Regions from separate parts of the Mus musculus genome. Here regions 1, 3, 4 and 5 are each linked to region 2. Evidence: chromatin contacts called from public promoter capture Hi-C data. All regions are on one chromosome and are shown on one strand. Each heading gives the region's core, a stretch centred on a gene start, on an enhancer-like site or on the middle of the called end of the contact. The rest is flanking DNA. Distances are from core to core; before and after follow the strand shown.

Region 1 (5,966 bases), core at 3,130-5,629, 1.0 Mb after region 2:
ATGACTGTAAGCTAGCTGTGAACAGACACCACACAGTGGGACTTATAGACTGATGACTCGTGTAGCTGTGAACCTAAACAAATAGAAAACTGAATAACTCATTTTCATCTGAATCTTAAAACATCTCTAAAATAATACTGCTTTGTTGGTCCCACTGGCTCCTCAGTGGGAAGTCCTGACTCAGCAAAACTATAGGGCCATCATACACCACACTCTGGGCAAGATGGTGAAGTCTGTGAAAAGCCACAGAAAGCTGATCCTTTAAAATGCTTGTCTGGACAGTGTACTCTCTGTCTAGAATAATGATCTCGTGGAGATTCAGAACACCTCATGCTGCTTAGAACTGCACACGGGGTATGCTGTGGATGGAGAAGATGAAAGATGAGAAGAAAGGCTCAGCAATCTGCTGGCCTCCAGGAGTGTGGTGAGAAGAAAATCCCGAGAGCGCACGCGTGTGCGTGTGCGTGTGCGTGTGCGTGTGTGTGTGTGTGTGTGTGTGTGTGTGTAGAAAGATAGTTACAAGATGGGCTAAGCTATGAAGGAGAAAAATGCAAGTAGCACAAAGCCAAAGTTGGCCTGGGACAGAAAAAAAGTACTGAATGTAAATTTCTGATGGAAGTCTCTGAAAATGTAGGCTACATGCTTAAATCAAATAGTTACTCTTATGGTTTGAATTTGGAACTTCCCTACGGCCTCGGTCTCCAGCTGGTGGTGCTATAGTGTAAGGTTATGGAAACCTTGGGAAACGGAGCCTGGCATTTAGCTGTAACCTAGATCTCTGAGTCCCAGTAAGCCACCAAAGTGCGATGAGCACTTCTTCTCACACTTCCTCCCCTAAGGATGATACTGTTCCTGCTGCCATGCCTTCTCAACCACCTCTACGACAGCGAGCTGTGGGGGGAGGTGCCCTAACTGTTCGATTGGGTCAATAAAGATGGCAGAAGCCAATCGCTGGAAAAAGATACAGAGGTGGGTTTTCCAGCTCCCAGGAAGAAGAGGAGAAAACAAGATAAGAGAAAGGGCTTTTGGGCCAGGCTGTGGAAGGAGAAGTCAGACACCATGTAGGTCTGGAAGCCATTAGAACCTGTGGTGGCCTCCTCCACCAGATGAATTCTAATGTAGAATAGCTGATGAGTTTAGGACAATAGTGTTATCTGGCTGATTTTAAAATATTAAGATTCGTGTTTTCCCTGAGATGATTCAGATGGGCAAGAGAGAAGGTGTGGCCGTGGGGTGGTCATTGGCAGTCGTTGGAGCCAGCCGAGGGGGTGGATGGTTGGTGGAGAGCAATCCAGTGTTTATGGGAAACTTGTTAGCTAGCCAGTGGTCGCTGAGTACACAGCTGGAGGGTGGCTGCTGTTCCCACAGCCTACCTGGAGCAAGCATGTTTTTGAAAAGTACATGCAACAGCGAGCCAACATAAATCTTTCTTTCCTTAAGTTACTCCGACAGGTATTTTAGTCAGCGTGATAAAAGAATCTAAGAGAACCATTTTCTATTTATCTAAGTTCTTAAGCAGTCATAAGAATGTCTATTTAAAAACTCAGGTTAAAAACAACAATGTCTGTTTGCACTGGAGGGGGTGATAGGATGAAGTGGAAACATCTCTCACTCTTTATTAGATAGATTTCCACCTCTTTAGCTTTGAATCACACACAGTACATCCTAACACCTGAATTATGCCCTCTCACTTATTCCTGTTGGCTTTTATTTTCAACTTGGCAGACTCTAGAATTACCTTGAGACGAGTTTCTTAGCATGTCCGTGAGGCAATGCCTTATCATGAGGTTATGTGAGGTGGGAAGACCCGCTATAAATAGGTGGGAAGGCACCACTCCCTGGGCTGGAGTTCTGGTTGCATAAGAAGAAAGCTGGGTACCAGAAACCATAGCTGTCTGCTTTCTGACTGAGGATGCAGTGTGACCAGCCACCTCAAGCTCAGGACGCCACGGTTAATAGTCTCTTTCCAAAGGTGTTTATGTCAGGTATTTGTCATAACAACAAAACAAGTAATTACTACGCTGCCTGTAGTGGTTTGAAGCGCAGGGCTTCCATGGGCTCCTAGGTTTGAAAGCTTGGTCCTCTGTTGATGGACTGTTTGAGAAAGATGTGGCCTTGATGGTGAAGGTGTGTGTCACTACAGGAGCCCTTAGTAAGCCCACCTCAAACCCAATCTGTCTGTCTCTTCCTCTTCCTCTTCCTCTTCCTCTTCCTCTTCCTCTTCCTCCTCCTCCTCCTCCTCCTCCTCCTTCCTCCTCTCTCTTCTCTTCTCTTCTCTTCTCTTCTCTTCTCTTCTCTTCTCTTCTCTTCTCTTCTCTTCTCTTCTTCTTCTTCTTCTTCTTCTTCTTCTTCTTCTTCTTCTTCTTCTTCTTCTTCTTCTTCTTCTTCTTTCTCTCTCTCTCTCTCTCTCTCTCTCTCTCTCTCTCTCTCTCTCTCTCTCTCTCTCTCTCTCTCTCTCTCTCTGCTTGCTGCCCATAAATTGGATATAAAACCCTCGGCTACTGATGTAACATTGCGCCTTTCTGCCTCACACCATGGTAATCACGGACTAACCTGTAAAACTGTAAGCAAGCCCCTCCCCCACCCCCATTAAATGCTTTCTTTTATATGAGTGGCCTTGTTCATGGTGTCTCTTTACAGCCATAGCTCAGTAACCATGACACCATGCATGCAATAAATCGAGCCACACTGAATGCTGGCGTGGCTTTCTCTGATAAACAATAAATGTGGAGGTATGACGACACCAGATTTGTGCCTCATCAAACTCCTGGAGCCTCATGTGGACATGGTAGGCCTGAAACTGGGAGATAAATAAGGTGGTCCCAGGAGGAGGCTGAGGGAGGGGCTCTTACCTGGTGAGTACAAGGTCTGCATGATAAGCACCAGAAGTAGCTAATGCCGCCCCGTTCAGTCCGCACTTGCCAGATGCCTCCTTTTACTGCTTACTCTCAGCGCTGTCATACGTGACCACGCCTGTTTTACGTGGATACCTGGGATTGGAACTCAGGCCCAGGCCCTCAGGTTTGATCAACTCTCACCCGTTGGGCACTTCCTGAGTCTAACCCCCAACTTGTTTCCAGTGTTAATGGCAGGAAGATATATGTGGTCTAGAGCAGCTCTCCCACAATGGGAGATGTGAACCCCAACTACAAACTGCTTTAGCTGGCAAAGAGAACATGGCATGATACCTATCACCTTCATAAAAACGTTAGTCCCTTCTTTGGTTATCTTTCCATTCTTTTGAGAATATCAAGAAGAAAAGCTTCATCTCATCTGGGTGTTTGTTTTTACGACCTCCCAGGCACTCGGCTCTCACTCCCTTAAGGGAAGTAGGACTTAGGTTCAGGATCCGGGGTGGGTAAGATCAAACTTAATATTACGTACCCCTTACGTATTTTCATTGGTTTCATTTTACCTTGTTTTCTATTATGGGAATGCTTAAGGGATCTCTGGTTTTTTGAAGTCATATGAACAAGCAAAATTACTTGAAAGGAGTTTATTGAAAGGAAAATATTAAGCCACTGAGAGAGGCCATGCTACATACAGCAGAGATCTCAGATACAGAGACAGAAAAGCTGATTGAGGGGCTGTGTTGGTGGAGGAGGGGAGAGCAATACTGAGTCCATCAATAGTGAGATACCCCTAGAAAGGAACTACAGGGTAGGTGGCTTTCAGGACAAAATGCTAGGAAGGAGCATATTTGGTTCTACCCTGCACACATAGAGGAGGTGACTGGGGACTCCTCAGGACTGCCCCCAGAGCAGAGCAAATGCATATAAAGATGGGACAGGAGTCTCTACACTGTTTTAAACTTCTTTGCTTGCTATTTTTATACACATCTCAATCACATTAATGTTACTTTCATTATACGTTATGATTTTAGTGTCCCTGTATGGTCTTAAATATATTCATTTTTCTCCTTCTCTTGACACCCACTTACTCGCTAAGCCCAGGATCTCCCCGGAACCTATGTGTCATCATCCTTACCTTATTTCAAGTTATACATCCACACTCCTAACTGGTCTTTTGAAAATCAGACTTGATCAACTGTTACTCTGTGAGTCAAAAGCTTCACACTGTGGCCAAACCCCGTCTCCCCTGACACACTTAAGCTGCTGGCTGAGGCCTGCAGAACCCCCTTCTCCGCTTATCTAATTGTTTACACATTCTTGTCCCTTCATACTCTCCCACTGGTCCTTCAGTGCCTGCATCTGGCACATTCTCCCGTTAGCCACACAATGTTCCCACATGCAGTTCTGAAGTCTGGACATCTGTGCCCTCTCCATGTAATTAGCTGCTAATTAATTTTTCAGTCCTGTGTTGAAACCTTGTTCTCAGGTCAAGTCCCACGACCTGTGCACCAGGGCAGGATTCCTGTCATACGCAACACCACAGCTTCATAGCAACTGCCACAGATTAAATTTTAGCAAGTGTTTACTTTGCACTCTGATTTCTTTGTTTGTTTTCTCTTTTACTTTCTATTTCTTTTGCCTATCAAGTCTACGGCATAAAGTGGGCACTAAATATCTATTGAATAAACTACATAGACTTGAACTGGTATCAGGAGGAGCCCATGACTGAACTCAGTCGCCTTCAAAATAAAGGCTGTACAAGGTGTGTGTTTCCCATGCTATTTAACTCTGTACTCCTAAAGAACAGAAACGAATGCTCTCGTTTCCTTCTAAAAACCGGACAGCCAGGTGACTGAAGAGAAAGGCTGCGTACAGGGCTCCAGGGAAGAAGGTTTAGTACGTGTCCACACTTGTCCACAAAGAGCATCCACCTTCCATCGCCTGAGTGTCATCGCCACGTGAAATGCAGGACAGGACCACTAAGGCTGTCCCTTTACATAGGGGACTAGGTGAAGCCAAGAATTCCTATGAAATTACTCTAAACATGACAAAGTTCATCCCGTGAGAAATTCATTGATTATATTTTACACAAACTGCAAATGCAATGGGCCCTCTTTCTGAATGCAGTGGCAAGGAGCTGCACTGTAACTTGCGCAGTGTATGTCACCTTTAGCGTAGTTGGTTGTTATTCCCTGATGCACCTTGCTGCCCCCGAGAAGCACAGGGAAAGGCTGCTGAGCTACAAAGTGGCTCAGTTCAAGAGCAGATCACTTGGCAAGGAAGACAACGGTCTTGGTCTCAAGAGCTGAACTTCCTGGCTCCCAGAGGACCGGGAAGTCTCCAGGAATCCCCTTTGTCATTCTTTCCCTTTCAGCACACACATATATGAAAATGTGTCTGGGCGGGTATGTATCGTGTAAGTGTACCCATATATACACACCAGCCCCCTCTTCAGCATTTCATCAGTGACTTGACGTGGAAATAGAGGAATTGTGTAGCTGGCCTTTGCTACTTTGTGGGTTCTTCTTTTTTCCACCCTTTATCCCCTCGGTTTCACTCCCTAATACTAGATAGGAGAGAAACAAGGATAGAATAAAAAGAAAGCCCTGCATCTAACTTATTTCTTTGGTTTTTCTTTGGCTATGGCTACTAACAAGCCTCAACCAACCTCCCTTAATGACCAACTACCACCTCCCCTGCATCTCGGGAGCCTAGCATCTATGCATCTTCTGGAAACTTCCCAGAATTCCAAAGGTTACACAACTGCAGAAAATTATCTGCAGTTGTCAAGACCACACTTCTGTTAGCGCACTGGGCAAGTCATAGTCAGCTGCTGTGGATAACGAAGCAGCCCCACACCCCTACACCAGGGATTAAAACAAAAGCACATTCTTATAATATTTCTGTATTTTCAAAAGAAACCAAAATCCCAGAATTCTCAAAAAATGTCACTACAGAGCTGTTTTACACTTTTAGATGAACAGAGCAGAGGAGGTTGGTGGGCTGGGGATATAGCTCAGGGTGTGCAGTATGCACTCAGCATGCACAAGACCCTAGCTTAAATCACAAATGCCCCCCAAAGTGGTGAGGGTGCTTAATATTTAGCAAAGCAGA
Region 2 (5,377 bases), core at 2,729-5,228:
GTCATAAACAGTCTTAAATTCTGGATTTGGATTATTGTAATCTTATGGGATCCTTTCATTTTTAACTTATTGTTTTCATGTATGTATATACATGATGCATGTGCACATGACTTGTGTGTGCATAATGTGCATGTTTCCTTTTAAAAGATTGTTCTCCACTTTCTTTTGATTTTGGATTTTGAAAACAAAAGTGTTTTATGGATCTTCAAAATGGAGTTACATTTCTAGTTTCTTAGATAAAACTATGTAGGGATAAATATTTGATATTTAAAAATTTGAAAAATTTAAATATACAATATACATAAGATGTATTCATTTGAGTCCTTAAAAACTGAAAGAAAACATGTACCCCGATCACCCTTGGCAGTAGAAGATTTGTGCAAGCAATGTGGTGCTATGTAAGCCATCCCAGGATGTTATCTTCCAAGCTATAGAGTTACTCCTGGTACTTGTAAGAAGGAAGCAAATACAGCAGGAGAGGTCTCATGGAGTGACCTGAATTCCCGTAACACATCAGACATGTTGGTGGCCAGGAGGAGAAGATGGGATGAGGTGTCTACATTCCTCTTCAAGTCAGAGCTAAAACTGGTTTGGATTTTGTGCTGGTCTAACTTAGGTAAACATTTTGTGTACCTAGTCTTAAGAGTGATCTGAACACTTGTAGCTCACTCAGCAAGACTGATTCACTCAACACCCCAGTAGCCATAGTAATTTTCAGCAATTTATCTAGCAAGAGTAATACAAAACTTTCTATTTAGAATAAATGTATTTATTTGCAAAACACATGAAACTCAAGAAGGAAGACCCAAGTGTGGACTCTTTGCCCTTTCTTAGAATTGGGAACAAAACACCCATGGAAGGAGCTACAGAGACAAAGTTTGGAGCTGAGACAAAAGGATGGAACATCTAGAGACTGCCATATCCGGAGATCCATCTCATAATCAGCCTCCAAACGCTGACACCATTGCATACACCAGCAAGATTTTGCTGATAGGACCCTGATATAGCTGTCTCTTGTGAGACTATGCCGGGGTCTAGCAAACACAGTAGTGGATGCTCACAGTCAGCTATTGGATGGATCACAGGGCCCCCAATGGAGGAGCTAGAGAAAGTACCCAAGGAGCTGAAGGGATCCGCAATCCTATAGGTGGAACAACATTAAGAACTAACCAGTACCCCGGAGCTCTTGTCTCTAGCTGCATATGTATCAAAAGATGGCCTAGTTGGCCATCACTGGAAAGAGAGGCCCATTGGACTTGCAAACTTTATATGCCCCAGTATAGGGGAACTCCAGGGCCAAAAAGTAGGAATGGGTGGGTAGGGGAGTGAGGGGGAGGGTATGGGGGACTTTTGGGATAGCATGGGAAATGTAAATGAGGAAAATACCTAATAAAAAAGAAAAAGGGGAAAAAAAGAGTAAATGTATTTTATCCTGAGTAGAAAGACTACATGGGCCTTTGCCATAATATTTGGTAACTCACAGTTTAATATATTGCAACTACTTACTGATGTAAAAGACCTTGCAGATCTGAATTTTGTGTTCATATATTCTATTAGTCAGTAATTAATTGCACTCTCTTGGATTATTGGCCTATAATTGCATCCTTGGTAATAGTAGTACCTTAAATTTCTCTGATTTCATTTAGATTATAGGTCACTTTAATGGTTATAGTTCTGTCTTATAAGTTATTATTTTAAAGGACTTTCATTTTGAAACTTATTTTATTGAGCACATTTTATAAACATATATTTAGTCCCTTAAAACCCCACTGTTGGGGCTGCAGAGGTGGCTTAGTAGGAAAAGTGTCTGCCTCACACGTGTGAGGAACAGTTTGCACCCCACACATGTTAATGCTGAACAGTCACAGTAACATGCTTGTGACCCCAAGCTCAAGAGGGAGAGATGGGTAGGACCCGTGAAGCTGGCTAGTTAGAGTAGCTGCATTGTCAAGGTCTTAGTTCCAGCCTCCATCCACATGTGAAACGTGACTAAGGAAGCCCCCAAGGCCAACCTCCAGCATCCAGAAGCACATGAATACATATCTGACTTCCACACATGTAAACATACGTGTGCACTCAGAGCACACATACAAAAGAGCCTCTGCAAATCCTGACCCTTTTTATTTTTTAATTTTTTTTTTTTTATTGTTTGGAGACATAGACAGCTAAATAGAAAAAGACTCAAATTCACGGCTTGGCAGCACTAGCTATGACTTCCATTACCTAACCATGGGAAGTTGTCAAGTGGTTTAACCATTCAAGCTTTCTGTTTCTTATTCTATAAAAGGAGGCATATAAACCACCATTTTCCTTTTGTCTGAATTATATGAATACATGACATGGAGACACGATTGAACAGGTATCATAAGAGATGGCCATAATTCCACAGATGTGCCCTTCTAATAGATCAGCTATGTCACTGAGCAGCGTTTATGCCTGAGACAGGTACATATAATTGATATAAGTGATCTAAAGGGAAATGCAGAAATAATCTTGCAACATTTAGCAGATCACTAACATCTTTAGTTACTAAGATGGAACAGATTGCAACAAAGAGTTGACCTGCTGAGCCACTGAGAAAGGAGAGCCCATTAACAAACAGGAAGTCTGTCAGATATCCTGGGCTTGCTCCTCCTAGGCAATCAGAATCAACCGAGCATCACTTAACTCCAGGCAGTTTAGAACACTTCATTCTAGACCTGGAGCCACAAAGGGCTCCCGAGAAAAACACGCCTCTCTTAGATCAGCCTCTTTTACTTTCCTTTATTCTTATGATGAGGTGTCTGTTCTCACGTCCCCAATTCCAGCTGAGAAAATGGGGCAAATACACACTTGATTGTTTTAGGTTGGCACAATTATGTTTGAAATATAAGATTTCTAAATTACAGGTACTAGAAACATTTTTGGTGTCTGATAGAGCTAAGGTTTTTAGTCTCCCCCTTTCATATGTATATCCAGTTAACACTACTTCTATGATTAAACTAATATCTTTAGTTCTTACCTGCTAATTTTTCAGTCCAAACCTATGTTAAAACAAAGAAGAAAGGCTCAATCTGAGACACTAAAATGGTTCGTTCACTCCAGAAATGGATTTGAGGGGCAGGAGAGGGGAAAGAGGGAGTGAGGGAAGGGAAAGAAAGGATTGCCAGAGCAGGTGGGGGAGGAAAGATGTTAAGAATCGATTTATAAGCACGGCTCAATAAAATGTAACAAAGTTTATTGGGCATAATCTTTCACAGTAGCCATTTCAAGAAATAGAAAGGACAAAGGTTTGAGTGTTTTCACATTCCAGGAGCAGTCATAAATATTAGGCAGCTCGTCCAAGAACTCCAGGTAAAGTCAGAGAACCATAGCTGTTTTAAGGTCTTTAAAGTTCAAAGTTAACATAGTCCCTTTTGCTTGGAAAACCTTTTTCCAGCCCTTTACCTGAGGTAATGTCTACCTCAGAGGTGAAGGGGAGAGAGGTAAGCCAGGAGGGGTCATGGTGGGGTGGGGGGGATGGGAGGAGAGGGGGGCTGAGGTCAGGATGTAAAGTGAATAAATAACTAATGGGGGGCTGGAGGAGGGAAAGTTAGGGTAGACTGGCTTTGTTCCCAACTTAGATTCCGAATTCGAGTTCCTTAGGAACACAGTTGCCAAGGAGAAGGAAGCCCCTAGGAGTGTCTCAGCTTCACTCCAGAGAACAAAGAGTTGGGAGAAGGCTCTACCGTAGGCTGCTCTTCCAGCGCAAGGCGAAGGAGAAGACTATGGGTTGAGAGGGAACCTGTGGGGGAACTGAGGGAGGGATTTGGGGTGAAGGAAGGATCAGGCTTCCCCGGGTTGGAGGGGGGAGGTTCCGCCCTCGCCCTTTCCACTGCGGCTCCTTGTTGTGAGGCCGCGGTCGCTTTGGAATTGGAAATGCAGCGCGGCGTGTTCCGAGCACCGGGTCCCCGGAGCAGTGGGTGTCGGGCCGCCGGACCCTGACCCTCCCTCCGCCCCGGTCAAGCCGGGCGCGCACAAGCACCTGCCGGGCCACGCTCGCGGCTGCGCCGGCCGCCCGCCCGCCCGCTCCGCCCCGCCGGCCGCCGTGTGTTTACGTGGAGACGAAGATGGCGGCGGTGACCGCGGGGCCCGTGCAGGCCGGCACGAGTCGCCGGTGAGCGCCCAGCGTGTCCCGGGTGGCCACGGAGCTCTGTCCGCCTCTTTCTAAACAGATCTTTCCTCTCCACTGCGTCCCAGCCTACCCTGCAGACGCCATGGAGGACGAGGAGAGGCAAAGGAAGCTGGCAGCCGGCAAGGCGAAGGTAGGAGCGCGGCGGCCACGGGCCGCGTCGGGAGGCGGTGACCCGGGGCGGAGGCTGGGGGAGAGGCCGGGCCGCGGGGCCGGGGCCGGGGCTGGGGCTGGGGCTGGGGCCGGGGCCGGGGCTGCGGCTGGGGCTAGGGGGCTGCGGCTGGGGCTGAAGAGCCGCCCTCTCTTGCTGCTGCTGGAGACCTGATGACTGCACCGCTCGGCTTGGTTCCTTTCTCCCCGGTGCCACACAAAACCCCCTCTCACCCCGGCTGTTAACTGCTAAGGAATTGCTTCGCAGCCACCACCCTTTCACTTTCTGAAGGGAGTTCAGGGAGTCGGCCAGGCTTTGTGCTTTCCGGAGCAAGGGTTTAGGGTTTTCTTTATTCCGGGAACACCCCTGCGCTGACCATCAGCCTGCCTTCTTGAGGTGTCACGCTGGCACTCTTGGTGTGTGTGTGTGATTGGCCTGTGACAGCTGCCTCGGCAGTGTCTTGAGTGTGCCACAAGTGCCAGCTGTGAACTTGGCTGTAGGGGCGTTCTTTTTGTTTTTTGTTTTTTGTTTTTGTTTTTGCCGTTCTTTGTATATTCGTGCTTGAGGTCTTTGTCATGGCAGGCTCTTTTGTAATGTGTGGAATGGAACTTCGGGGCATCGAAAGGTTCCATAGACTAAAACACCTACAGAATTGCTGTTTTAGATAATGTATTTGTTATTATGTATTTGGTAAGTTTGATTTTGTGTGGGTATGCGGGTATGGCAAGTCATGTATAATCCAGACTTATATGTAGGCATCTTCCAGTGGGCTTACTAAATAATTTGACACTGTTATGAATGGAATAGAATGATTTCTTTGTAAAATTACCTGTTTGAGCTTACCTTTGGACCTCCTTGCTCCCAAAAATGAAGTTACCTTTAAGATATAGTGCCTTTTTTTAAGACCTTATTGTTACTGGGAATAATTAAGTTATATTTTAAGCTTATTGTACTTGTTAGTTTGGAACTGTGATATGGAAGTGTTGTAAGCTAAATAAACCCCTCTCCTCTCCAAATTGCTTTGGTCATGATGTTTCATCATAGCAATAGTAACCCTAACGAAGGCACCTACCTTT
Region 3 (6,052 bases), core at 1,299-3,798, 1.8 Mb after region 2:
CCCCTGTTCTTTGGTTTCATAGTGTCTTGTAGCTCTCGCTGGTCTGGGACTTGCTATGTAGACCAGGCTGGCCTTGCCTCATAGAGATCTGCCTGCCTCTGCTGAGATCAAAGGTGGGTGCCATCAAACTCAGCCCTTTAAAGTACCTCTTATGCCTTCTCTGAGGACACCAGCACACCCAACTAGCCCAGGTGCTCTTATCTGTTCTCACATCAAACCTTCACCCCCAGTCCTCCCCCTCCCCAACTCTGAGATGAGGTCCCCTGTGCTGTTGAGGCTGGTCTCAAACTCCTGGGCTCAAGTGCCCCAGCCTCAGGACCTGGCACCTGAAGGGCAATATCGTCATGCCTCGCTTGCCAGTATCTTATCTTTACCTTTCAGTCTCTCTTCACTTTTTACCTATACCCACTCTCTACCTAAGAGCTGTGGTCCCCTTAAAACACAAATGGCATAAAATATTTCTCTTCCTTAAAAGTCAACGGCTTCTTCTCATACCTGACTGTGACCCAAAAGGTCCCAAATATGACAGCTTCTGCTCACCTCTCCAGCCTTATCCTGATGGCCCCATATTTCCTACTGCCCAGCCCCAGAATTCTTTTCAAGAAGTGGAAAAAACAGATCTCTTTTCCACCCGACTCTGCCTCCTACAGATGTGATTGATTCCAGCCTACTCACCAAGCATCTTCCAGCCCCTGTTAAGTTCCCGGGGAGTTGTTTTAAAGAAGTGCTTATTTGCTCTTGGACTGTTTACTTAAATCCTCAAAACACACACACACACACACACACACACACACACACACACACTCCTATCCACTCTGCCTGGCACATACCAACTATGTATGCAATGAATGTTCTTTGTCACTAAATGCATTTTTATAAACACCAAGGCCAAAGAAAATGTAATGAGGCTCTAGGCCAGATCTCTCTTTCCCATGGTTAAGATCCGTGGGCCCAAAAGGCCTCAGAGGATTTAAGTGGTGTGTCAATGTTATGTCTATGTCAATGTCTTGGTTACCTCAGAGTCATAGTTACAGGCTGAGCAAAGAGTAACTGCACCTCCAGATATTCTGCCTGCCTCTTTTCTCACAGGCCTAGCCTTTTGAGCTTTCGTTGCATCTTTACCCTTCTCTTTTTTCTGTATCATGTGTAATCATTTTAAAATTCTGCCTTTATCTGTGCTCTGTTCCAGTGCTAAAGTACAATTATGCTCATTCAATAGAAGAGCATTTTCCATAGTACCAGTACAATAAGAGTGATTTCATGAAGCTCCTCATTCCCATCTTTCACAATTAGCTAACTTATCACTGCTGAAACTGCCCCCCAGCCCCAGCCCCAGCCAGCCCACCCCGCCCAGACTAGCTGAGAGGCAGAAACCGCAGTGAATGCCACCATCTCAGGAGCATCTCCAGGCAGCCTGATAGCTGCCCCGGTGCAGCTAAACACTCTGGTTTTCCTATCTTACGTTTCCAAATAGGTTATCTTGAGGATGCGGGGGATGGAGGGGGGGGGGTGAGTACAGTGTCAAAGAAAACATCAACTCAGTAAATAAGTAATTAAAAAAACTATTAAAAGGGTGGTGGTAGGGTAGACTAGAGAGAAGAAGGTTGCAAGCAGTGGGGTGGTTAACTGGGGCTTTAGGTAATCAAGTACTGAGGGTTGAAGTGGGGGCAGGAGTCTGAATTTTATTTCACCTACAGTGATGGGCGATAATTAAATGTGGGTCAGAATAAGTTTTTCTACTTAAAAACAAACAAACAAACAAACAATCTGCCTGAAGAGTAAACACTGACACCAATCCTGCTTCACAGGATAGTGAAGATAATAAATGGAATTCTCCCCGACCACAGGAAAAATAAAATCTCTTTATCTCCCTATGTTATTTTCAGAACAAGATTTTTAGGGCATAATTTTCAACAAGTTTCAGCTGAGGCTGAACACGGGACGCAGAGGTAATTAAGGACACTGAAAGACCAGACCAATTACTTCTAAACGCAAAATGGCCTGAGCACACCCGGATTACATGACCGGGTTTATAAGCAAAGCCACTGCAGGCATTATTTACCTGTTTGGCAAGCAGTGCTGTACGACAGTGAAAAGTGCCGCATCAATCCAAAGTGGCTGGCAAAAGTAACCTGCGGGTCCTTTCCCTTTCGGGCACATCCGACCTGGGACAAGGTCTCTCCTGGCCTCCTTTCTGTTGGGCCCGGACCCGAGGACTTCCCAGAGCTCTGGGAAGACCGACGGGGATAAGGGGGCGGAATGCGTGCGACGGACGCCCTCCAGCACCCCTCCCACTCGCCCCCTGGCCAGCTCCAAGCCCCCCCCGGAATCCGGGAGGAAAGATGCGGCTCCCGCACAGCACCCGCTGCTCGGCGACCCCGGATCGGCCACCTCGGCGCTCTGGCCACCCGGCTCACCTCCACGCCCTCTTCTCCGAGCCACGCTCGCAGCGCAGCGCCGTGGCTCCCCCGCGCCGAGGGCCCGCCGAGCTCCCGGGCCTACGGAGTGCTCCTCCCGCCCAAGCTCCTCCTGCCCCCGAGCCGGACCGCGCCGCGCCGGGGAGGTGGAGCAGGAGGAGGCGCGCGGAGGCAGGGCTGGCGGTGACGCGCAGGGGGGCGCGGGTCGGTCGGGGCAGAGTGCGTGGGGACCCACCCGGCCGCGGTCCCCACGCCTGCGCGCGATCTTGCGGAGACCCCCCGTGGGAGCAGCCCTACGTGGATCCCGCCCGCGTTTACACTCCACTACCTCCGAGACGCTCGCCACGCCGCCCCGGACTTGGCTTTGATTAGTGCCCTCCTCCCTGTCCACCCCCCTTCTCCCTACTCTGTTCCACACAAACCTCGAAGAAAGTGCGCTTTTTTTCTCCCTTTCGGCTGCATCATGTCCTTGAAAGGGAATGATCAGAAATGCCCTTCCACGAACCGCATTTTAAAACTCCCTGGGACTGGAGGCCCTTCTCAGCCGTGGGCTGTAGGGGTTAGTCTGTGGACTCTGACCTTCCCTGTCGCCGGTGCCCCCGAGCTCTGTGCGGACTGGAAGGTGAAGCCGAGTCAGGAGACCAGCGTGCCTGCGGAGAGCTGCAGTGGCCTTGGAGCATCCAGGGTTCGCTGAGCTGTGTAAGGGCACCTTGCTTTCTCTAATCCCCCCCCCCCCCGATTTTGGATTAACAAGTAGATGGGGATCTTTTATTTACCTTTTTAGTCAAAAGTGTCAGTGGAGATTTTTTTTTAATATAAAACCAATTTGTCGAAAATTGTCAAATTTACTTCCCCCACCCTCAGACGTTAGTAAATTCTCATTTCAGCAAATTAGGTTTAAAAATTATCTTTCTTGGTGGTTTATTAACTAGACAAATCAGAACAAAAGCAGAAGAGGGTCTTAGATCGATCCTCAGGGCACTGCACTTTCCCCTTTGAAAGGCATACACAGATTAACCTCTGCAAGTTCAACCTGGGAAACATTCTTTGTTTGATCCTTGTGAAAAGCATCTCTTCCCCACCCCCAAATACATACAGCTGAGGTTTAAAGTTTAGGCACAAACTCCGCTGTTAGTGATGTATTAGGGGGAAAGACTGACAACTGGGAAATACTTTCCATTTTGGTAACGGGGAGAAAAAAAATCCTTACATTTTATATCAGTGTTTATTGTTTCACTTCAACTACTGTCAAATAGTGAAAACAGCAGGGTATTTCTAACACTTTTGGAGGACCAGTGGAGGAAACTGCTGTGTCCTTAGCATTTGGTGAGAAGATGTAGCTTTCCAATCACATAAACAAAAGCATTACATAAGGTCTAGCAAAGGTTATCACGTTTTTATTCTCAGTTGTACAAAGCCATAAGTTATTACAGAAAACAGGTAAGTTGTACATTTAAAATATCTTTAAAAGCTGTTGAGACATGGACTCTGTTTATTTAAAAAAAAAAATAGTATGCGAAACCATTTGCCTCCCAAAAGAATGAATGAGTCAACAATTTCCAGAAGGAGTATCTGCTTTTCATACTTGAACTGTTAAAATAAGCAAACATCCTCCATGGGTGGAAAATGCCAGGCTGGCCCAAAGTGCTCCAAAGATGGCTCCCGGTCCAGTTCATGAACCGGTGGCCATCTTTACCAGTGATTTCCAGTTACAGTTTCAAAGTATATAAAGTTGATTTCGCAAGCCTTTTTTCCAGGTCATGAAGCACTCTCTGAGAAGTGTCCTCAGTTCCCTGAAGTAATTTATTCCACTGAAGCACAGCAATAATTCATTAAATAAATCTCTAGTGGCCTAGAGGTGTTAACATAATTTCTCCTTTGAAGTTATTATACAAGTGGATAACTTTGAGATGATAGCGCCTAAAGGAACTTTAAGCACCTGGAGCTCTCTGGCTCTCATTCACCAAGAGCTTTGTGTCCTGGGTGTCAGGCACTCTTGAACAAAGCAGGACACAGAGTGACTACAAGTCTTTCAAAATTTATTGTTTGATGGGTGTCTTAGTTAGGGTTTTACTGCTGTGAACAGACACCATGACTAAGGCAAGACTTATAAAGGACAGCATTTAATTGGGGCTGGCTCTCAGGTTCAGCGGTTCAGTCCATTATCATCAAGGTGGGAGCAGGGGAGCATCTAGGCAGGCATGGTGCAGGAGGAGCTGAGAGTTCTACATCTTCATCTGAAGGCTTCTGACAGAACACGAACTTCTAGGCAGCTAGGATGAGGGTCTTAAGCCCATGCCCACAGTGACACACCTACTCCAACAAGGCCACACCTCCCTGATAGAGCCACTCCCTAGGCCAAGCATTTACAAACCATCACTGTGGGTGAAGACATTTTATTAAATAGGTGCAAATAAAATGTGCACAAGGCCTGTTACATGTAGTAGACTTTGGGTAAATCATAGGCAGTATCCTCACTCTAGAGAGCCATTGTGTACATTAATGTCTCAAGGCTCTATGACTATCTACACTAAAGACATTCACTTAGCCCACACTGCTGATGATCAAAGATGATTTTTTGAGAGTAAAGAGTCTTTGTGAACAGTGTATATTGATAGAATGACTTTTGTATGAAATTCTGTTTTTGTGAAATTAAACAATTCAGTAAACATAAAACTGAGTAACCTACCTACTTTTTACTTTTGAAAGCATATTTATATATTTCAAGATAACTGAAATAGATCGGTGATTTGAATGAGAATAGTCCCTCCTAGGCTCATATATCTGAATGCTTGGTCATTAGGAAGTGGTACTACTTGGGAGGGATTAGGGGGTGTGGTCTTGGAGTGGGTGTGGCCTTGTTGGAGGAAGTGTGTCACTGGAGGTGGGCTTTGGGGTTTAAATGATTAAACTAGGCCCTGTGTTTCTCTGTGCTGCCTGCTGATTCAGATGTAGAACTCTCAGCTCTTCCAACTCATGTTGGCCTTCATGACACCATTTTTCCCACCATGTTCAGACTAAACCTCTGAACTGTCAGCAAGGCTCAGTTAAATGATTCCCTATATAACAGGTGCTGTGGTCAAGGTGTCTTTTCATACTAATAGAACAATTGAATAAAACAAAGACCGAATATAAAACACTTATAAAGCAATTAAACAAAGCAAATGTGCATCTGTACAAAACATAGTTCATAGTTAACATTATTTCATGAACATCTTTTCATCAACATAATTCAGTCCCTGCCCACTTTAAGCCTGTCCCACAGTGTAGCCTTTGCTGTTCTGGGATGTGCTATGTAGACCAGGCTGGCTTTGAACTCTTCCAGAGTGCTGGGATCAAAGGCAAGTGCCACCACAGAGAGAGAGAAAATTATTAATGGTTATGTATTCCATAATATGATATATAGTAGTCTAACACAAAGCTTTAAGAAAATGAGTTTTCCAGCCAGGCATCATGGAGGCACATGCCTTTATTTTCAGAACTTGGGAGGCAGAGGCAGGCACACCTTTGTGAGTGCAAGGCCAGCCTGGTCTACATAGAGAGTTTTAGAACAGTCAATGGTACATAATGTGACACTTGTCTCAAAAAAAAAAAAAATCCAATTCCTTTTCTGTTATGAGTAATACTGCTTTAAC
Region 4 (5,234 bases), core at 1,389-3,888, 1.6 Mb after region 2:
TTCCTTCCCAACAGACTGTGAATTTCAGGGCAGAGATCCCTGTGTTTGATTTGTTGAGTTTCCTACTGACACACAGACAGTACTCCATTACTTACTGACTGAAGGAGTCAATACATAGCTGGTCCATATGAGTCTAGCTAGGGTACAGAGGAAATTATAAATTTGCTTTAGTGGAAGTTGAATTCATTTCATTTGGGACAGGTCCCCACACCCTCGCCTCTGAAACACTCAGGCTGATTCTCGATTATGTGTCTGTTTCTGCTACTTACTGGCAAACAGTCTCTCCAATTTTGTAAAATGAAAGAAAGATTTTTCTAGCAATAATGACAGAACTTTTGTTTTGGTGTGGTTACTGACCAAATCAAATATTCTGTTCTAAAACAGTGACTCCACATTTGTCATCTGTTCCAGAGTGACTTTCAGAGAAGAAAACTTAGTCTATCAATGTTATCGATGGTATCATTTTGAATAAAAATACTTTCAAAAGATTATTTTTTCTGGCTTTGAAGAGAGTTCAAAGAAAGCTGATGCAGAAATAGTGGCTAAGAGCTTTTGGAATTCTCAAAACCATTATAGTTTTTTCAGAGACAATTCCAAGGAATCACTACAAAAGAATGTATGTCTCATGGCCACTAAATTAATTTTTGATGCTAACAGTGGCTATCCCTTCTACCTATAATTTGGGTCTTCTTGGAAACTGTAACCATCAATCACTGTACCCACAAAGGTTCTACACTTTTATTTTGCTGAAGAAGAGAAGAACAGCAGCGTTCCTGACTGAGACAGCAGAAACATTATATAACCAGGGACAGGGGCATACTCACCCTTTCCCTGTGCCTGATCCTCCAAAGTCAGCTTAGTGAACTCAGATGCAACAGGAGCACATCTGCACACAAAGCAGAGATAATCTGGACCTACCAAAGTAGAAAAATGCTCCAAATTACTACAGTCCTTCCTTCGCAACTCTATTTTAACTCACATATAACTGGGGGGGGGGGGGGGGCAGTAATTGTCTAGACTTAATAATAAAATGCTACAGCCAAACAGGCAAGCAATAAGTTTTTCAAAAAGGCAGTTTAAGGTTAGGGGTGTAGCTCAGCTACAATGCTTGCCCATCATGTAGAAGGCCCAAAGTTCAAACGCCAGCACCACGACAAAGCAAAAACAAAAACACAACAACAACAAAAAAAATAGCACAGGCAATTTATTCTTATATTCACTATTAGATATGAGCCTCAAAGGAAAATAACTCTTATTTTGTGATTTGAAAGTTCGGGATAATTAAGGCTAAAATTAAAAATCACAAATCACTTTACTGGGTTAGAAATCTAAGAAAAAAATTAATAGATTTATTTTTCAAGATCTAGTTCCTGCCTACCGTGTCATAAGGAGCACGGTGAAAGAAAGCACCATGCAGTTGCCTTGGAATGAAAAGAAATGCACTGTTTTCTAAAATGTTTAAAAGACGGTATTTACCATAAAACCAGACAAAACTAATCTGCTCTGTACAACCTAAAATTTGCAACTAGTATGTCCTTTTTAGTTTATGTTGTGTGGTATCTATCGTCCTTGGCTCAACCTGCCATTTGGTATGTTTTCATATCTCTAAAGAGGAGTGACTTCCTGTTGGAATACTAGTTAACTCAAACAGGTAGGATGAGTGAAAAACTCATAAACGCCTGGCAGCTTCCTGGATCCAGGCGTTTATCGCTGGCCCTATTACAGTAATTATGCAGGATGTGGCCTGGGTGCTGATTTCCATCGAGGTTCCCCACCTCCCATCTACGATTCTTGAGTTGTTATCAATCAAGATTGTTGCTTCGAAGTCAGAAGGGCTCGTTTTACAATCAATGACCCCAATCGGACCCCTGGGCAACCTTTGCCATGAGGTCACCTGGCATAGCAGTTCTGCAGTGAAGACTAGCCCCTTCGCAGAGCAGGGCAGTGTCGAGGGACAGCAGCAGCCAGATCGGCACGTCCGGGTGGGAGCCGCGTCCTCAGGAGACCCCGAGCGGCCGAGCCTGGCAAAGGGGGGGCGGCTGCGCCCAGCCAATGGCGTGAGCCCTCCCCGGGCGCACGCTCGCCGCTCGCCCACCCCTGCCCGGTGCGTGGGGAGAGCGAGCAGGTCAGCGTTACACAACCAGCGCCGTCAGCCGCTGGGTCCAAAATAGCAGCCAGCTCGCAGCTCGCAGCTCGCACCCCCGCCCGCCCCCAGCCCTCGGCTGCCCCGGCAACGCGGCTCCACACTCCTCGGAGGGGACGAAAACGTTGTAAACGCGGTACCAAATACCTCCTCGGCCACTTTTCCACGTCCACCCATGTGGGCAACCTTTCAAATGCCGACTCGCCGCCGCTTCGCCGTTTCACGCAACACCTTCAACTACTTGCAAAAGACTCGGAAACGGGAGCGTCCCTGACCACACCTACCGGCTCCTCACGGCTCGGGCATCCCGCTCACCCACTCCGAGCCGCGGCTCCTTGGTCTCCCTCCGCTGCCGCGGAAGTGCGTTCTGGCGAAGCCGCCCCGGAGGCTTCAGGGAACCAGTCAGGCTCTCCCCTGGCTCCGCTCGGGAATACCTTGGCTGCCGGGAACTACAGTTCCTAGCATCCATCGGGCCGCTGGCCGCGGGCCAATTCCTGAGACCACCTCCTTCTTCCGGGTCCCGCCTCCCTCGTTTCCTCTTGCACCTTATTAGGGATAGGTTTACGGCTTGCTTTAGAATGCTCTCAATCACACGCATGAGGGACAAATTTGAGATTCGTTTGGTTACTCAATCAAAAGTTGTTCATTAAGTGCAAAAAAAAAAAAAAAAAGGTCTAACTCCATAGCCACACAAATTTACAAGGGGCACTTTGCTTGTTACTTCTGGGGTTAACTATAGGCAAAAGATACCCTACTGCAGCAAAATTCCATACATAAAACTAATTATTAAGTATTCTAATTTGACTCTTCTACACATCAGCTATCCTCTCTCGTCTTCTCTGATATGTGCATCCTGTGCAGATAAATATGTCAAAGGACTCATACACAGTATTTAAGTTAAAAAGAGCAAAAATGATGCCTGTGAATTCCAGTTGATTCCATCGCACTATATACATACACACAAATAGAGAAACAAAAACTGTCGATGTTGACAACTCTTTTCTTTAATTATCTTTTTTTTTTCTTATTCACTTTATATCCTGAACACTGCCCCTATCCCCATCAACCCCCTCTCCTGAGTCGGGGAGCCCTCTCGACCCCCCAACCCTGGCACTTCAATTCTCTGTGAGGCTAGGCACTTCCTCTCCCACTGAGGCCAGACAAGGCTGCCCAGCCAGGTACGTAGCCCAAGTACAGGCAACAGCTTTGAGGTAGCTCCTACACCAGTTGTTTGGGGCCCACATATGAGCTGGAAGGCCTAGGTCCAGCCTGTGTTTGTTCTTTGGTTGGTGGTTCAGACTCTGAGAGCCCCAAGGGTCCAGGTTAGTTAACTCCATTGGTCTTCCTGTGGAGTTCCTATCTCCTTCAGGGCACAGCAATCCTTCCTCCTATTCTCCAGTAAGAGTCCCCAAGCTCTGGAGACTGTTTGGCTGTGGGTGTCTGCGTCTGTCTGAGTCAGCTTCTGATTGGAGTCTCTCAGAGAGCAACCATGCTAGGCTCCTGTCTGCAAACATAACAGAGTATCATTAATAGTGTCAGGGATTGTTGCTTGCCTATGGGATGGTCTTTGCTCCATCACCTGTGCCTGCATTCCTTGTAGACAAGATAAATTTTGGGTTGAAAGTTTTATGTGTGGATCGGTGTCTCTATCACTCCACCAGGGTTCCTGTCTCGCTACAGGAAGTAAGCTCTTCAGATTCCAAATCTCCATTGCTGTCACAGCTAAGGTCACCCCCATAGAATTCTTGGGCGCCTCCCATATCCCAGGCCTCTGTGATGACAAGTTTTTTATTATTTAATTTTTTCATACAAATATTGATTATATTTCCCTCTCCCCCAACTCCTTTCAGATCTTTCTCACCTCCCTACCCACCCAACTTCATGTTATTTATCAAACATACAAAACTCAATAAAGCAAACAAAAAGTCCCAAACCAAATCTAATCAAGAAGACGTGGAGTCTTGATTGCAGTAGCCAACTGCTCCTGTGGTTGATGTCCTTTTGGATAAAACTGATCTCTTTCCTAGTAGGTATCAATTGCAAAGAACCTCTAGGCTAGGGAACAACTTTTGAATCTAAGCAAGTACACACTTTTTTTTGTATACTATTCATTTAAATGGTCTGTAGCTTCTCACTTGCAATTTCTCAAAAAAGGATACTCAATTCTCAGAGTTGACAGGACTGTAAACGATCCCACCCCATTCTTGTTTGACTCTGCCCTGCTGTTACCTTGGACAAGAAGACCCGCTGTGTTTTATGGTCTCCATCTGTAGAACAGTGTGTTTGTGCCAGAAAATCATGAAAATTAAATTAATCTAAATCTTATAAGAAGGAAAACATAGAAAAGCACAACAGTACCTCACATATAACAAGGACTTGGCTAATGATACTTTCCATTTTGTGTTGCTATAGTAACAACTGGACTTTTACTCAAAAAGGGAGAAAAGTCTATTATCTGTCCACTGCTATCCTCTTCTCATGATGGCCATATTGCTTCAGATGGTGAACGAGTCTATCTAAGGCAAGAAACAGTCAGCCCCCAAGCAGAACTGGAGAAAGTGGGTCTCTAGCACACAGGTCTTGTAACCCCAGTCCTGTTTCTGACCCCAGCTTCTCTGCCTCCTGTGTGTGGACAAGGTGCCTCATGGCTCCTCTCCTCCCATGCCAGTGCCACAGTGATGGGTTGTACTCTCAAATGTAAGCCAGAACAAACTTTCTTTCTATGTTCTTCTTGTTGAGCACTTTGTGAGATTACTTTGAGAAATGCAGTGCAGCCCCCTCTTTCTTTTTTTCTTTTTAAAGATTTATTTATTATATATAAGTACACTGTAGTTGTCTTCAGACACACCAGAAGAGGGTGTCAGATCTCATTACAGATGGTTGTGAGCCATCATGTGGTTGCTGGGATTTGAACGCAGGACCTCTGGAAGAGCAGTCAGTGCTCTTAACTGCTGAGCCATCTCTCCAGCCCCCTCTCTTTCTTCCATTCCTGTTCCATACTAAGAACCCTTTGACTTCTTGGGGACACCCAGACATACAGGACACCACAGTTTTTTTGGACCTGATTAACAGTTTTAAATTCACCCAAAAC
Region 5 (5,846 bases), core at 1,612-4,111, 1.5 Mb after region 2:
TGCATGCACTGTCATCGTTTTCTAGGCAAATGGTTAGCGATTTCTTATGGCTGAACAATGATATGGATATTTCACCATATAACAAACTATACCTAAAAAGGACTAAGAAAAGGAAATAAAGCCAATATGTATATTTCAAAGGCTCTCTTAGACTGGGTCATGGAATACATGGTGATGTTGGGTCGTTTGTTTATCCTTTGACCACTCAATGAAGAAAAGTAGGTAAGAAGGGACAAACAGAAATCGGAACTGATCCTCACCATGTTATAGATGATGTATCAGATAGTGTTATTCTGTCTCATTTGATCTCCACAATTATACAACTCTATGCAGGTGAGGATGCAGGAATTTAAGTGAATTACTGGTTGCCAAGGAAAAGAGAGGGCCAGGCTCACAACTGTCCAACTCCAACGCTTACCATGTTTTTAGGATGTTATACTACAAATCTGTAGCCACTTCTCCTCTTCTTCCTTTCTACCTATAACACTATCATGTCAGTATGATCTGATCCCTAATAATGACAACACGTTGCAAACATTTATTGAGTCCTCATTGCATGCCACACAAGACACTGCGTCATCATTTCACCAAGTGGGGAAAAAACCCACAGACCACATCCCTTGCTTATAAACTATATGAACCCATAGAAAAATCTCATTGCATTGTCTCTCGGTCCTCAAAAACATCCTTCAGTCAGCAAACTGAGTTCACTGCCTCTGAGTGTGAGGGAAAACATAGAAGATGACTTTTTCAGTAGTGCTCTTTCTAATAAATATCCTGGGTTTGGTGCATACACAACAAAAATCACTTAAAAATGTCAATAATTTCTTTCACAATGTACCACAGTAAGATCTGCTCTTCTGAGTCCTCTTTCAATAAAGACATTATCAGCTTTCTTTACTGAGCTGTACTGTTTCCTAGAGAATGGACATAAAGGCCACATAATCATACCAGGCATTGGTGAGGAGCGTTAGACTCAGAAGGGAGCTCTCACACGACTAAAGCCGAGGAATCCAGGAAGCCCAATTAACTATAATATCTACTGCCAACACTGCAGTTAATCCAAACAGTACTGATTGGCCATCAAACCCTAAAATTATTTAAACATACAGGATTTTTATATTATTACCCTTGGTTTCTTACTGAGACTCAACTGCAATGAATTATTTAACACAAAACTGGAGGGGCTCCAACGGAATCATTAGCATTAGTAACTATCTAGCTAATGTGCTTTAGAACAGGCCCTAATGGACTCCAGAACCCGCCTGGGTGGTGTTTTGGGTCCAGCCCTGAAACATCCTTGTTAATAATGCACAGACTCCACACCTCACTCTCACACTCCTCTTGGCTTCAAACTTCACTTGAATGTAGGACTCCACACTCACAGGCCTAACTCAGAAAAATGAGTCTGTGTACATTCAACGCATGTAATAAGTAAAGGCACGACTAATATGACTTCTGCACATGATTTACAGTGTTCTCAGGAAAAGCAAAGTGTCAAACAAAATTGATAATAATAATAATAATAATAATAATAATAATAAGCTTGACTAAATATTTATCCATGTTTTCATAGTTCATTGTCCATACATGCAAACTGTCTTCAGACTGCAGACACTCACTGGCACATCAGGGCTTTAAGGAATTAGCTTATGATTAATTAATTAACTTTCACTAACATAACAGGTGAGCCAAAGGCCAGAAGGTATGCTGGGACACTCCCATGTGTTGGCTTGGGGCTTATAGGATTCCCTTGCTTTGCACAGTTACCTGTATCAAAGAAAGTTAAGGACCAAAGTTTAGGTAGCAGCTATGCCTCCAGGTTTACAGGCACTTTCTGCCACCAACACTCAAGATTCAACAAACCCATTCCACCGGACACAGCTGTCATCTTGCTGCAGCCTATAGCATGTATTCATTAAGTATCCTAAACATTCCTTGAGCGTTTTGTTTTGTTTTGTTTTGTTAATGCTGTGTGTTTATGCTCTGTTAAGTTGGTTGATTTTTTTTTTAAAGAAGACAATAGCCTCTGGACTGCACTAATGGAGCAAGTTCAGGAGACATATTCATAAATGTCTCCACAACTTCACAGCTCACCCTTCACCACAGCAGCTGGAAGGTTTCAAGACCTACAAACCGAACACCCAAACCTCCAATTATAGGACCCGGAGTACGGAACAAAAGGTCCCAAGGTATCTGTCCCACTTCCTCTAGGTTGAGTACATTAAACAACATCAGGCACATGTCAACGTTTCAACAATTCCCAAAGCTAAATTATTGGCTAAGCACTTAAAACCAACTCGCTTTAAGTAACCTAGGTGGCCACAGAAACCCGATGGCGGTGGGGACCGGGTGTTCCCTCTCCGGTTCACTGCGGGCGCCAAAGATACTATTGGCGGGGAGGAGGAACTCAAATTGGAGGCTTAAGACAGTCCACGAACGAAGCCCAGGTCCTGGGGGCAGAGGGATGGCCCTCCAGCTGGTCCCTGCCCTAGCCTGGAGTCCTCTCCTTCATCCCTGGTTCGCAGCTCACCCCGAGGTGGCAGCCGCCTGGTTGGTGCCCGGAGCACGGAGTGGGCGCGGGGACTGAGGGAGCGAGCCCCGGGATCGCCCGCAGGACACTGGGGACAGTCGACTACACTCACCGATGCGGCTGAAACTCTCGGACAAAGTTCTCCTCAACTTCTTCATCTTGCCGATCTTCTCGGCCGGCTGCGGTTCAATGAGGTCGCACATCTGGGCGGCGTAGGGCCCCGGCAACTTCGCGAAACTGGTCCAGCGCAGCGCAGCGCAGCGCAGACAACGGCGGGCGAGGGCGCGCGGCGCGGGGAAGGCGGCGCCTCGTCCTGCTCCTCCGCCTCCGCCTCCTCGCGGGCCGCGGGCGACGCGCAGCGCTCGCCAGGCTGCGGGGCTCGGGCCTGGGCCGAGGCTGGGCGCGCGGGGGCGTCTTACGTGGTGCCGGGGGCTGCCGCCATCCCCGCCGCCCGGGGGCCCCCGCGCTGCGCGGCCGCCCGCCGCATTTTCCCTCCTTTGTAAGCAAGAGCCGCGCGGCCGCGGCCGGAGATGGGGGTCCGCGGACGAGGAGGCGCAGGCGGCTGCGGACCGGGCGAGCGGGACAAGTTCCCCAGCCCGAGGGGCGGCGCTGCACGGAGACCTGCGACTGCCCTCGCCGGAGGCCTGGCGCCCGGGACCCCCGCGCGACCCCGCGCCGCGCTCCGGCTCCGAATCCGACTCCGACTCCCAGGCCTCCGCCGCCCTCCCGGACCCGCCGCGCCCGGGCGGCGCCCCCTCCCGGCCGCCCGCGCTCCGCCCGCCGCGGCCGCGCTCCTTCCGCGCGCTCCGGGACCGCAGCCCGCAGGCGGGCCAGTCCACCCGGTGCGGTCCGTGTTGGCCCACGACCCGGAAATGTTGGGGAGTGTCCGACGAGGTGCTCGAAGACCTTGGGGACGCATTCGGGTTTAGGATAGACTTTATGGCGTGGGGTGGTTGGTTTTAATTTGCAGGGAAAGTGGGTGCTCCAAAGGGCAGGAGAGGCCCCATTTTATTGGGGTACAGTGCAAAAGCTGAAAATGCTCCCCACCCCGGAACTTCTAGAAGTCAGGGCACCTGCGTTTTGCCTCAGCCCTGTCTCTGGGTGACAGGAATGTCACTGTGGGTGACTCCTCAGCAGGATACTCTGGTCATCGGTAAACTTACAACCTATTGTCACCTCCTTTCCCCACTTCAGTGAATGAACTTGAAAAGGATCTTAAGAGTGGCTTTTTTAAAAAGCCCCGGGACAAACAGTTCCGGCAGAAAACAGTCTTTTTTTTTTTCTAATAAATGAGGTGCTCCAAACGTCAGTCTCCCAGGGGAGGGTGAAGGAAGATGGGGGTTGGCCTGGTGTACTGATTATGGGCCAGCAAAGTCCTTATGAAAGAAACGTTAGTGATCTTGAGTCATCTGGCTGGGTAAGTAATAGGAGCTTTTGTGGGTGTGACAATGCTGTTTAGTTTAAAGGAAGTTTTGGGGAGTTTGTGTTTTGTCGAAAGATGTTTATCTTAAAACAAAAACTAGCCCCCTGCCTTCCTTAAATTGTGAGGTAGAACACTGATTTGTTCTGCCCTGTGCTGAGCACATTACAGGGTTTTGGTAGATTGCCACTGATAAAAAGCTGCTAGCTAGTCAAGCCAAGCCCCTAACAGGAGAGAGCCAGGAATCCATAGCAAAGTCAAGAGAGTTTAAACGCAGGGATGTTGGGTCCTGACAGCCATATCTCAGTAATTACAGAAAGCACCAACTGTGGCTTCATGCAGGAAAAAAAGTTTTATTGACATTTACCACTTGGTCAGACTAATTAGAAAATTAGCAGTTACAACTGAACTCACAGAGAGAGAAACAGAGACAGAGTGAGACACAGAGACACAGAGAGATAGAGACAAAGAGAAAAAAGAGACGGAGAGAGATCCAAACACTGATGCCTTCTTCCAGTCAACAAAGTTGAAAAAATAGCTAATGATAAAACCTTAGAGCGCTATGTATCTGCAGCTGTACTGCTGTCTCCTTTAGAAATGTCTGATCTGAGTACAGAGAGACACAGGCCCAGTGTCGTGGCTCAGTAGTGAGTGTTTGCAGCCGGCATGCTTTGTGTACGTGTGCTGTGCGTGTACCTGCACGTGCATGGGTGTGATAGCCTTTGTGTACATGTGCTGTGCGTGTACCTGCACGTGCATGGGTGTGATAGCCTTTGTGTACATGTGCTGTGTATGTGTACCTACACGTGCATGGGTGTGATAGCCTTTGTGTACATGTGCTGTGCGTGTACCTGCACGTGCATGGGTGTGATAGCCTTTGTGTACATGTGCTGTGTATGTGTACCTACACGTGCATGGGTGTGATAGCCTTTGTGTACATGTGCTGTGCGTGTACCTGCACGTGCATGGGTGTGATAGCCTTTGTGTACATGTGCTGTGCATGTACCTGCACGTGCATGGGTGTGATAGCCTTTGTGTACATGTGCTGTGTGTGTACCTGCATGTGCATGGGTGTGATAGCCTTTGTGTATGTGTGCTGTGCATGTACCTGCACGTGCATGGGTGTGACATCCTTTTTACCTTCCCAATATTTCTAATATTCTAAACTTTGAAAAGCCAGTTTACAATCTATGCATACAAAGCTATTGTTTGTGACCGTTTTTTAAAATAACATGAACTTGTGTCACTATATCTAGGGTTAGTAGGGGAAAACATTTAATATTAAGCTGTGGCAAAATATGCAAAATATATATATACATTTCTGAAATTTACGAAATTTCTGGAAACAAAAGGAGAAACTTAAGAGAATATTCTAGATGGGGCACAACTTTGTCCTTAGACGTTATACTTGAAAGTAGAATCTGAGTATTTTGCCCCCCAAATGCATTAATTTTATGTTGCAAAAATACTAACTTACAACATCATGGGTATTAATTTCCCTTTTCTGTCTCGACTCCAGACGTCCAGCCCTGTGCACTAAAGCAGAGCAGTACATCTGGCAGATGAGACCTGTGTCCAGTGACAAGCCAAGTGAACCCTGGCAACTGAATAGCCAGCTTTCTGCTCCATGTTTGTACGACACTGGCACGTTATGCAGGAAGCCTACAGAATAGAGAAGGAAATTAACTTCATGCTTTTGAGATATGTGTACTTCTGTTTAAGGGTTCAACGTGTGTGTGTGTGTGTGTGTGTGTGTGTGTGTGTGTGTGTGTGCGTGCGTGCGCAACATCTGAAGACAAGGACATAAGCTTATCTAGGGACTAATTGGCAAGTGCTGACTCAACCAAATTCACCAGTGCAATGTGGTAGGCCGGAAGAAGTTGGCTGTGGATC

The links. Promoter capture Hi-C pulls out the DNA fragments that hold promoters and counts their contacts.
Region 1: a promoter capture Hi-C map of liver shows a contact between it and region 2, with 3 times the contacts expected there. The contact joins the enhancer-like site here to the promoter of Akap9 in region 2. A contact is called at or near these places in 7 of 39 promoter capture datasets (the 3T3-L1 cell line, 3T3-L1-derived adipocytes, frontonasal cranial neural crest and 2 more) and 1 of 115 datasets of contacts at active chromatin or transcription factors (stem cell-derived neural progenitor cells).
Region 3: a promoter capture Hi-C map of cranial neural crest shows a contact between it and region 2. The contact joins the promoter of Steap2 here to the promoter of Akap9 in region 2. A contact is called at or near these places in 3 of 39 promoter capture datasets (cranial neural crest, frontonasal cranial neural crest and liver).
Region 4: a contact with region 2 is called in a promoter capture Hi-C map of liver, with 7 times the contacts expected there. The contact joins the promoter of Cldn12 here to the promoter of Akap9 in region 2. A contact is called at or near these places in 4 of 39 promoter capture datasets (the 3T3-L1 cell line, cranial neural crest, hippocampal neurons and 1 more) and 2 of 115 datasets of contacts at active chromatin or transcription factors (astrocytes and extraembryonic endoderm stem cells).
Region 5: a promoter capture Hi-C map of hippocampal neurons shows a contact between it and region 2, with 7 times the contacts expected there. The contact joins the promoter of Cdk14 here to the promoter of Akap9 in region 2. A contact is called at or near these places in 3 of 39 promoter capture datasets (3T3-L1-derived adipocytes, cranial neural crest and hippocampal neurons).

The regions. Positions count from the first base shown.
Region 1 is chr5:4,955,447-4,961,412 of GRCm38.p6, forward strand. All of the region lies in intron 10 of Cdk14 (cyclin-dependent kinase 14), which reads right to left. Among named protein-coding and RNA genes, the nearest start is that of Fzd1, 200 kb to the left of the region's middle. Within about 2 kb of position 4,380, at least 15 of the 459 cell types and tissues checked have an H3K27ac peak or open chromatin away from gene starts, as enhancers often do. A contact at or near this core is called in liver, where this site is marked.
Region 2 is chr5:3,924,208-3,929,584 of GRCm38.p6, forward strand. It overlaps Akap9 (A kinase (PRKA) anchor protein (yotiao) 9), which reads left to right and starts at 3,979. Exons shown (of 48, transcript NM_194462.2): 1 at 3,979-4,283. The coding sequence starts at 4,236. It overlaps Gm51438 (a long non-coding RNA gene), which reads left to right and starts at 4,382. Exons shown (of 2, transcript XR_003955841.1): 1 at 4,382-5,377.
Region 3 is chr5:5,691,541-5,697,592 of GRCm38.p6, forward strand. Steap2 (six transmembrane epithelial antigen of prostate 2) reads right to left here and starts at 2,549. Exons shown (of 6, transcript NM_001103156.2): 1 at 2,418-2,549. All of the region lies in intron 1 of Gm40262 (a long non-coding RNA gene), which reads left to right.
Region 4 is chr5:5,512,338-5,517,571 of GRCm38.p6, forward strand. It overlaps Cldn12 (claudin 12), which reads right to left and starts at 2,639. Exons shown (of 4, transcript NM_022890.2): 1 at 2,428-2,639; 2 at 825-914.
Region 5 is chr5:5,377,390-5,383,235 of GRCm38.p6, forward strand. It overlaps Cdk14 (cyclin-dependent kinase 14), which reads right to left and starts at 2,862. Exons shown (of 15, transcript NM_011074.3): 1 at 2,646-2,862. The coding sequence starts at 2,736.